3 separate regions of the Neogale vison genome follow, and regions 2 and 3 are each linked to region 1. The links are chromatin contacts, called in public Hi-C maps. All regions are on one chromosome and are shown on one strand. The core of a region is the stretch at or near the end of the contact, and the rest is flanking DNA. Distances in the headings are between cores, read along the strand shown.

Region 1 (3,193 bases), core at 186-2,685:
ATGCACCTTGGGGTTGGGTTTAGGGGGTGGCTGTGGCTGGAAGTTAGCCCTCAAACCACCCAGGACTGTGACTTCTACTCCAGGGATGAAGTCTGCCCCTCCTGCCAAGGCTGGCACTAAGATCAGGGCTTATACTTACTGGTTCAGCAAACTCTTCCTGTCCCCAAGCCCACTCAGTTCCTGGGAGTGTGTAAAGGGAGAGTCTTGTGTCAGGTTCTCAGCACCAGCCCTTGCACAGCTACCTGCCCTCCCCATTCCCCTGCCCTTACCGTGTCCACAGCCACGAAGCTTGCGGTCTTTATGGCCAGCAGGAGGGATGGCCACATCTCCTTGAAGTTGTCACTCTGCACATCCACCACGGGCACCTGGACTGCTAGCTTCTCCTCAGATTTTGTGCTTTTGCTGACACCGCCTGAGGCTAAGGAGAGTGCGTGGATGGTAATGCTGGGGCAGGGGCCCGGAGCAACAGGTACCAAGGTGTAGGCCATGGCTCTGGGTGGAATGTTGGAGGGCAGTTTCCATTATGGCAAGAAATCGCACCTCTGTCCTCCAAGCCTTTGTATCACATGTGCTCTACACACAGGCCTAGGGGTAGGCAGTGCTCTGAATTTGGGGGGAAAAGGCCGGCGTCTTCAGTGGTTTACGTCAGACTTTGGGAAAACTGCTTCTCCCCACAGCACCACAATCTTTAGAAGTGGAACGCTGGATAACGATCTGTGAGGTTCCTTCTTCCCACATCCCGCAGGAAATCCTTCTCAGGGCTTGAGGAATGCGACTCCTTTAATGCCTCCCAAAGCTCCATAGAACTGTTCCCACGGGGCCCCAGGAGTCACAAGCAACGGTAACTAGTACCCTTCAGAGCCTCATAAATAATTTCTCAAAGCCAAGCTCCCAATACATTCCACTTCCTTCGGACCCGCACCACGCAACAGAACCAGGACTCTAGACTACACCTCCCGACACGCCCCTACCCGCCCCGACTGCTCTCAACGCGCCAGGCTCTCGCAGCCCGAGCCGCGCTGCCCGCCGGGATTTGTAGTCTCCTCGTGGCTGGCTCAGAAGGAAAGAGCTGGTCCTCTGAACGTTAGTTTCTACAGCCGAGAGCCCGAGGCCTTCCCCTCTCCGGTGCGCACAGGGTTTTAAAGCGGGAAGTCCCCGGAAGCCACTCACCGTCAGGGGCCGCTGGGGCTGAGGCTGCGCCATCGCCACTGTCGGCAGCCATGACACCGCGCGCCCTCGCTTGAGTAGTTGGTGGATACGCGGAGCTTCCGCCTGCCTGCTCTCCGCGCGGCTCCGGCGGTGGGGGACGGGGCGGGGCCTCGCCCTCCGAGTCGCCCACGGGTCGGACTTCCGTTCACACCTCCCGGGTCTGGCAGGGATGGGGGCGGCCCGGCGCGCGCGGGGACCTATTGGCTGGCGCCATGCGGTCGGAGCCACGCCCCCGGAGCGCGTCGTAAGCCGGGCGCGGGAGACTGAACGGGAGGTAATGGCGTTCTCTGCGTTCTCCGGGCGGGAACGCCAGCGGCGGCTTTATGCGGTCTTCATCCACGCGGCCCCGGGGTGGGGATGGCAGTCCCCAGCGGCTGGGAGGCTGGGAGGCTGCCCAGGCCAGCCTGAAGCGCGCCCAGGAGTTAGGCTCAGACAGGGCAGTGTAGGGAGAAAGGATCTAATGGTAGTAGGTAAATTCACAAGCAGAATGGAGACCTCACTTCCAGAAGTGAAAAGGCTGGTAGGGGGACTCGAGACGAGGCTGCCAGAGGGGTTAGAGCCACCGACTGGCAGGGAAGCCTTTGCAATAATCCGGACAGGAGGTACAGTTGACCTCCAGGGTGATTGCACTTGAATCCTGATACCGTGAGCCGTTACTAGAGGCCGGTTCTGTCTCCTGGGCTCTGGTTCCCATCAAGGAGTCTCAGCCCTTTCTTTATTTACTGTTTCTAGTTCATCTTCAACCTTTCTCCACTGAGTCTTTTTCATCATTAGTTAGTATCGTTTGGATTTCTCCCATTTTAGTATACGTTCTGCGGAAGCGAGCACTGGATTTCTCCCATTCTAAAGAAAGAAACCTCTTACTATATTTCATCCGGTTAATTAACTTAACAGTGCTTGTTATATACAACTTACCTGGCACTGTGCTCAGCACTGGGAACTCAGTAGTCAACAAAAGAGACTCGGTCTTTGCTCATAGAGTTTTGTAGTCAAGTCAGGTAAGCGGGTACTGATCAAAGAAACATAAATAAATGTGAAACTAACAATTAGTAGGGACGCCTGGGTGGCTCAGTTGGTTAAGCAACTGCCTTCGGCTCAGGTCATGATCCCAGCGTCCTGGGATCGAGTACCGCATCGGGCTCTTTGCTTTGCAGGGAGCCTGCTTCTCCCTCTGCCTCTGCCTGCCACTCTTGTCTGCCTGTGCTCACTCTCTCTGACAAATAAATAAATAAAATCTTTAAAAAAAATTACAATTAGTATAAGAGGGAAAAAATGAAGAATTACATAAGATTGTGCGACTAGCGGAGGGGGGCTGATTTGGACATTTAAGTCAAGACCTGAAAGAATGGGGTGACTGGTTGGCTCAGTCAGTTAAGCATCTGCCTTTGGCTCAGGTCACGATCCCAGCCAGGGTCCTGGGATGGAGCCCCATATCAGGCTCCCCAGTGGGGAGCCTGCTTTTTTTCCTCTGCTGCTCCTCCTGCTTTGTTCTCTCTCTCTCTCTGTCAAATAATTAAATAAAATCTTTTAAAAAGGGGGGAGGGGGAAAGACCTGAAAGAGTAACTGTTAGGTGAAGAACAGGGTAAGAGCTGTCCAAAGAGAGAAAAAGGATTGGGTGAGATGTCAAGGCGGACAGATATGTGGGGGATTGAAGCAACTATTAAGGCAAATATGGCTGGAGCATAGTGAGTGAGGAGATGAGGCAAGTGGGGATCTTTGGAGCCTACAAGACTATGTTAAGAGGATTGGGTTCTCAGAGCAATGGGTGTGAGAGCCAAAGTCCTCCATTGCTTACAAGGTACTTAGAGATCCTGTGCCCCCTACCTTCTTTACTTCTTTGACCTCCTCTACTGCTCATCCTTCCTGGGTCCATTCTAACCGCACTGGCTTCCTTAGTATTCTACAAACACACCAGACATCTTCCTTAGGGCCATTGCACTAGCTCCTTTGTAGGATGCCTTTGGCGAATTCCTTCAGTTGCCT
Region 2 (3,193 bases), core at 505-3,004, 250 kb before region 1:
CAAACCCTTAATACTTTTAAGGGCTGAGAGGGCAAGGATCTCTAAATGGAACGACTGCTAGAGTTGTCCAGCACACCATAAAATGGTCTCCTGAGCATCAGTCTCAAGTAAGGAGTTCCTTGTTTTAAAAAAAGCCGGGGGGGGGGGGATACCACATGACTCACAAAGCAAAAGCTACTCCTGTCCTATCAAACCAATGAATGAGGAAGCCAAAAACGGAGCTTGAAACTAAAATTGTATTTTCTCTAAGTTCCCACGTGATCCTGAGGGTAGTTTGACCACTGCTAAACGTGAAGGAAAACGAACCAAGTGGTAGGCAGCGTAGAGATAAGTAAATCTCTAGTAACTTGGAATGTACCAACACCATCAGAGTCTAAGTCTATAAACTAATAAAACCTCACAGCAACCTCTCTATAGTGGAAGAAGCGAACTTCTAAGGTGTGTAAGGGAAAAAATAAAACCAGGCTCTTAAAATCAAGGGATGATTGGGAATTTAGACCCACCAGATGGAAACGGCACTTGCTTCCTCTAATTAACCGAGTGTCCCCTTTCACTGTTCAAGAAATACCTTGTCTGACAAACACTGTAACGCTTTCAAGGCAATCGTTTCTACCCAGACCACCTAATACATTTCGTGCATACAACCGCCCATTCACCCAGCAACCAAACACTGACTGAAGTAAGGAGTTCCACGCAGCGCTAGGTGAAGATGCTTTGCGTCCCACCTAGTATCTAGGTGGGACGCAAAGCATCCCACCGAAGCAGCCAAGTTTCTCGCCAGCACTCCCTAGGCCTAAAGAGTCACTATGCTCTCCACCAGAGGCCTAAGAACGATGATAGCTGAGAGGAGGGGGGCAGGAGATGGGCGAGGAGACGGTAGCAAACAAGCTTCACCACGCCACACCGCGGAAGTTGGATAATCTGGGCGAACCGCACAGCCCCAAACAATGGAGTTTTCCCGCCTCCTCAGGACCCCGCCCCCTGCTCCCCAGCCAGCGGAGGAAAGCTAACCCTAGCGCGCGTGGCCCCGCCCCCTGAAGACCCCGCCCCCTCCCGAGCCCACCAGGCCAGCCTTCCACCTCGTGCAAGGGTGGTTTTTTCCCCCCCCGTGGGGTGGTTTTTTTGGTGGTTTTTTTTTTTTTTTTTTTTTTGGCGCCAAATCTGTTAGTTATTTTCCCGGGTTGTTTAGGGACACTACTGGATGCGCGAGCCAGGAGTGCGGGGACAGCACAGACATAAAGAAGACAGACAGGAGCCCTGTGGCCCCGCCTCCTCCCCGATAGCCCCGGGCCGGGGGAGGAAGGAGAGGGGCAGACGATGGAGCAGCCGCCGCTGCCCCCGGCAAGATGGCGGCCGCGAAAAGCGGGGCAGGGGGCGCCAGCCAACTAGTGTTACTGCTAATGCGCGAGATTCTCTGCAAAGGGTGGGTTTCTACAGCCCGGGCCTCCCCGAACTGCGACGGCTGCTCGGTGGGAAGCAAGTCCTTCCTCTCACGGGTCCGTCCCTCCCGGGGAGCCCCAGTCCACCACCCCCTCCCCGTGGACTGGCCAGTGCCTCAACCTCTCCACGGTCCCGCTTACTTGTCGGCGGAAACCAGCTCCGCAGCGATGGCGGCAGTGGCTGTGGACTCTGCGGCCATCGTTCCCCTGAGGTGGTGGACCAACGGGCGGAATAGAGTCTGTGAGGAAAACAGGGAATTTGGGACGCCAGAGACCTATTCAGGGACAGAAAATGGCAGATTGGAGACCCCGCGCGGCTGGGCCCCTTTATAAACCAGAGCCCTTTGCCCCGCCCATCCACTTCCGGATCCTCCCCCATCAGTTTAAAGGGCCAGGACTTCCACAGTCCAGTCCAAGGACACTCTCGCTCTCGCCGTCTCTATCTGCGGGGTACCTTCCCTCCCTGACCCGCTTTCCCCCCAAAAAGCAACTTCCTGCTTCTCTAAAAGTTGCATAAGAACTGGAATCTTGGTACTACAACTCCTGACTGGGCGTCGGCCAGCGGCTTGCACATAAGGGGAAGCTGGTGCTGCTCTGCATGTTTGGACCGTGTAGCCGAGGATCTCTTTCCTGCCCTGATTTTCAGGGAGATGACCAAAACTTTCTACCCGTCCTCTCAGTCCTAACGGATAGACACGTAAGAACCGAGCACGGGTACAGCAGCAACGGCTAGAACTGATTTCGGTGAGAGACTTGTGGCTCTGAGCCTCAGCAACAGTTGACGCAAGAAAATGCTATCCTAGGATTGGCTACCGCCGAAACTTACGGCGCTTGATTCAAAGTCAGTAGTGCGGCGGGACGCTGGCTCCTCCCCTCTGGGCCCGCCCCCTTCGGCTGGCCCAATCCGCTGACGCCATCCTCTTAGGCCCTACCCAGACTCCAGATCCCGCTGGTTTAGTGCTCCCAGCTCTTTTCCTCCATTCAGAGCTACCGTTTGTCGTTTTCCCCTGTGTGCCGGAGTACCGTGCTTAGACACTTTAAAACTGTTGGCGGTTTTATTTAATATTATCAACGCTATTTGTGAGATCTGGATTATCAGCCCCATTTGGTAGAAATAGAAACCAAGATTCAGGAAGGTGTAACTTGTTCAGAAAGTTGGAAGACAAGTCGGCTATGGAAAGCAGAGTGCCTCATTTCCTGCAACTGGCAGAGTGGAGGATGACTGGCTGGAGTGGCTGCACTTTCTCACACCTGGAGTATCATCCATCACCTTCCAGCCTGGCCTTCCCTACAGTGATCAACGGGGATTTTATTTCTGTCCAGGTTTGATACCCTGGGAAAGACTTCCCTACAAAGAAATCTACCTCCAGTATGTAAAGTGTCAGACAACTTGAAATCTGGGGGGCATAGAGCTGGACTTGGAAATACCAATTCTCTGGTAGCAAACAGACCTGGGGTTCCCATTATTAGCTGGGTGACCTCAGCCAAATCATGTAATCTTTTAAAATTGGGGCGCCTGGGTGGCTCTGCCTTCGGCTCAGATCATGATCCTAGGCTCCTGGGATCCAGCCCCACATCCGGCTCTCTGCTCAATAGGAAGCCTGCTTCCCCAACTCTCTGCCTACTTGTGATCTCTCTCTGTCAAATAAATAAATAAAAATTTTTTTTAAAAAATTGATGTAAAATGAGGACAATATTAGTATTCACCCATCAAGGATATTGTGAGAGTTAGAGGAAATGCTTGTTTCAACAAT
Region 3 (3,193 bases), core at 387-2,886, 220 kb before region 1:
TTCCAACAGTCCTTGCCAACCTTCAGGATCAAGTCTACATTCCTTAGTAATACCTGTCTTAACCTGGCTCCCACCTTCCTCATTTTTCCACCTCTTCATTGCGAACTCCAGATTTCAGACTTTGCAGAACCAGCCACCACTTACTTGAGTCCCAGAGCACTTTGCTTCCCAAAGTCCCAGCCTGGCCTGGCTAGGGGCAGCTCACCCTTCAGCGGACACTTGCTGCTCTCATGCACCCATAGCTGTGCGCTAGAGATGCCGTTGTTGGTTTATACTGCTTTCCCTCACAAACCAGGGTACTCCTTCAGGTCAGAGCATATCATCTTTTTGAGCCCCTCACTCCTGGAGTGCCTGCCCCATGGATACACATAGAAACTCACACGTGAGGGACGCCTGGGTGGCTCAGTTGGTTGGACGACTGCCTTCGGCTCGGGGCGTGATCCTGGAGTCCCGGGATCGAGTCCCGCATCAGGCTCCCAGCTCCATGGGGAGTCTGCTTCGCTCTCTGACCTTCTCCTTGCTCGTGCTCTCTCTCACTGTCTCTCTCTCTCTCAAATAAATAAATAAAATCTTTAAAAAAAAAAAAAACTCACACGTGAGCCCACCCACACACACACACACACAAACACACTAAACACACACACAATGGCAAAGCGGAGAGAGCGTGACAGCTTAGGTAGGGGGATACATTTGAAGAAGTCCTGCCTTCATCACCTTCTTTCTTTCCTTCTTGGGTAACCTAGAAAGAATCATCTCCAGAAAATATCAAAGCACTTTACCATTTTCAGAAAAACAAAACAAAAACCAGTTGCTTCATACAGGATGATACTGGGATTGCTCCTGTACAAATAAGAAAACTGAGATCTTGGGGAAGGTAACAGGCTTGATCAGAAACATCGAGACTCTTTTAGAGGGTCTTGCAGTCTGAGTATAGGTAAGCTGAAGGGAAGAGTTAGTTAATAGTAATTCCATCTGATGACAGTTCAGATTCCATCCGGTCTCCCTGTAACAGAGGTCTGAGGCAACAGAAAAACTATGCCCTAACTTCCCCAAACCCAAGGAAGGTGCCTAAGTAAGCTAAGTCTACCCTCCCACAGAAAGGCCAGAGTTCCTGAAAAATCATGGTGGTAAGCAAACAAAAAGAAGAGGCCAACTAAACTTGCCGAGCGCTTTAAAAACTTTATTTTACTTAATCCTCACTACAGTTCCGACGTAGAAACTCACTTCATCGGTCTGAAAACTGAGATCCAGAGAAACTGAGGAATTTTCCAAGATCACACAGAGTTCACATCCGAAACCGAGTCAGACTTTCTCCAGAGACCCCGCTCTCTGGTCTATTCCGGGGCAGGGAAGAGGAGTTGGGGGCTGCAGCAGGAGAAACTCACCTCGGCTGGAGCACAGAGCGTGAACAAAACGGTGTGATCTCTGCTCCGTTCTGCGTCCTGCCAACAACCCAAGAGGTCTCAGCTTCTGGAACCGGTGTGCTGCAAGGAAAATTGGCCTAATGGTGAAGGCAGGGACCCGGCTTGAGCCTGGCGGTAGAGAGGAAGCTCCACCCGGTGGAGGGGAGAGGGCCGGGCTTTCAGCATCACGCGCAGCGGTGGACCCCACCCCTGACCCCCGTGAAAAGCGGGAGGGCGGAAGCCAGAGCTGCGAGCCTGCACCATCTCCTCCTCCGGCTGCTAGTAGTCGGATTGGCTGTTTAGACACACTTCACTGCGCAGGTTTGGAGGACTCGGCGCCGGGTGAAGCGTCAGCTGCCGGCCACGTGGGGAGCTTCAGCGGCTGGGGAGGCGGTACCTTTGCTGGCCCACAGTGCACCGCGCGCCGTGGCAACGTCGCTCTAGGCTGCTGGGGATCCTTCCCCCAGCGGCGGGGGAGGCTCCGGGGTGACACGTTGCAGGTGCAGCGGGTGTCTCCTCTGTTTGCGGATTCGCGGAACCAGCTTGCTCTCCTCTCCCACAGAGTTGGGTTGGCCGGGTTTCCAGCGTATACCTGAACTGGCCCCGTTATTTAGTCAAGCAAGCAGGCTGGGAGACTAGCCGCAGCGTAAAAGTTGTACCAAGGAAGACCTCGGGCCCCTGGGCTCCAAGAGGCAGGAAGGTCGTGGTCCCTGTGTCTGGACTGTGGACCCTGGCTGCGCATTAATGTGTCAGTACTGTGCTAGACTTTATAAACATGTTTTTATTGAATCTTCACAACAGCCCTTTGTACAACAAACCCATTGTAAAGGCAATGTTCTTTTTAAATTGTTTGTAAGCCTTTTAGAGCATAAATAGAGAAAAATGCACAAATATTAAACGTACAGCTCTGCGTTTTTGTGGTTTTTTTTTTCCCCCAATGTAACTGTTATCCAGGTGAAGATAACATACGTTACCGGCACACTGGAAGCCGCCTGTGAGGGAGATATTCCTGTTGCATTTTACAGGTTAGATAGACTCAGCCAGGTAAAACAGCTTGCCCAAAGTCACACAGCTATTAAGTTACAGATTTTATGTTTGAAATACCCTGTGCTGTTTGGACTGAGAGGTGTCTTGCATTATATGTGTTTTCCACTCTGAGTAGCTCTTGCCTTTCACTCCCCACACTTAATTTTCCCTGCCATTCTATTCTTTCCCATTTTTCATTGCCCCCTGGATTATTCCCCCACTGTTGCCTCAATACAGGTGATGTCCTGATAGACCAAATGTCCAAATTTTGACGCCATCTGTCCTCATAAAGACTTAGATTCCAGCTTATGTGATCAGAATTTTATATCCCTCAAACTGATCTTAGCCTAGCAAAGAGTTGCCTTCAAGAGACACATGCCAGGGGCACCTGTGTGGCTCAGTGGGTTAAAGCCTCTGCCTTCGGCTTGGGTCATGATCTCAGAGTCCTGGGATTGAGCCCCACATCGGGCTCTCTGCTCAGTGGGGAGTTTGCATCCTCCTCTCTCTCTCTGCCTGCCTCTCTGCCTACTTGTGATCTCTGTCTGTCAAATAAATAAATAAAATCTTTAAAAAAAAAAGAGAGAGAGACACATGCCATAGATCCCATCCCTCCCACCTTTCTGCAGGGTCTGACAGACTCCCTATCTTTTTCTGCTGTCTGAATTCTTAAGAGTCTGAAGTGCGACTGCTAAGGTCTTCTCCTTCCCCAGCATTGGGGCTTTTGCTCTTAGTTCTGGTGCCAGGAAATGTTTCATAAAAAGCAC

The links. A called contact is a pair of places that touch in the nucleus more often than the background predicts.
Region 2: a contact with region 1 is called in a Hi-C map of muscle, with 5 times the contacts expected there. The contact joins the promoter of LOC122899907 here to the promoter of MUTYH in region 1. A contact is called at or near these places in 2 of 3 Hi-C or Micro-C datasets (fibroblasts and muscle).
Region 3: a contact with region 1 is called in a Hi-C map of muscle, with 4 times the contacts expected there. The contact joins the promoter of AKR1A1 here to the promoter of MUTYH in region 1. A contact is called at or near these places in 2 of 3 Hi-C or Micro-C datasets (fibroblasts and muscle).

The regions. Positions count from the first base shown.
Region 1 is chr2:35,691,275-35,694,467 of ASM_NN_V1, reverse strand. It overlaps MUTYH (adenine DNA glycosylase), which reads left to right and starts at 1,435. Exons shown (of 16, transcript XM_044238101.1): 1 at 1,435-1,483. It overlaps TOE1 (target of EGR1 protein 1), which reads right to left and starts at 1,302. Exons shown (of 8, transcript XM_044238110.1): 1 at 1,171-1,302; 2 at 270-418; 3 at 140-180; 4 at 1-6. The coding sequence starts at 1,222.
Region 2 is chr2:35,937,435-35,940,627 of ASM_NN_V1, reverse strand. LOC122899907 (nuclear autoantigenic sperm protein) reads right to left here and starts at 1,754. Exons shown (of 15, transcript XM_044238118.1): 1 at 1,581-1,754. The coding sequence starts at 1,639.
Region 3 is chr2:35,911,660-35,914,852 of ASM_NN_V1, reverse strand. AKR1A1 (aldo-keto reductase family 1 member A1) reads right to left here and starts at 1,636. Exons shown (of 9, transcript XM_044238117.1): 1 at 1,386-1,636.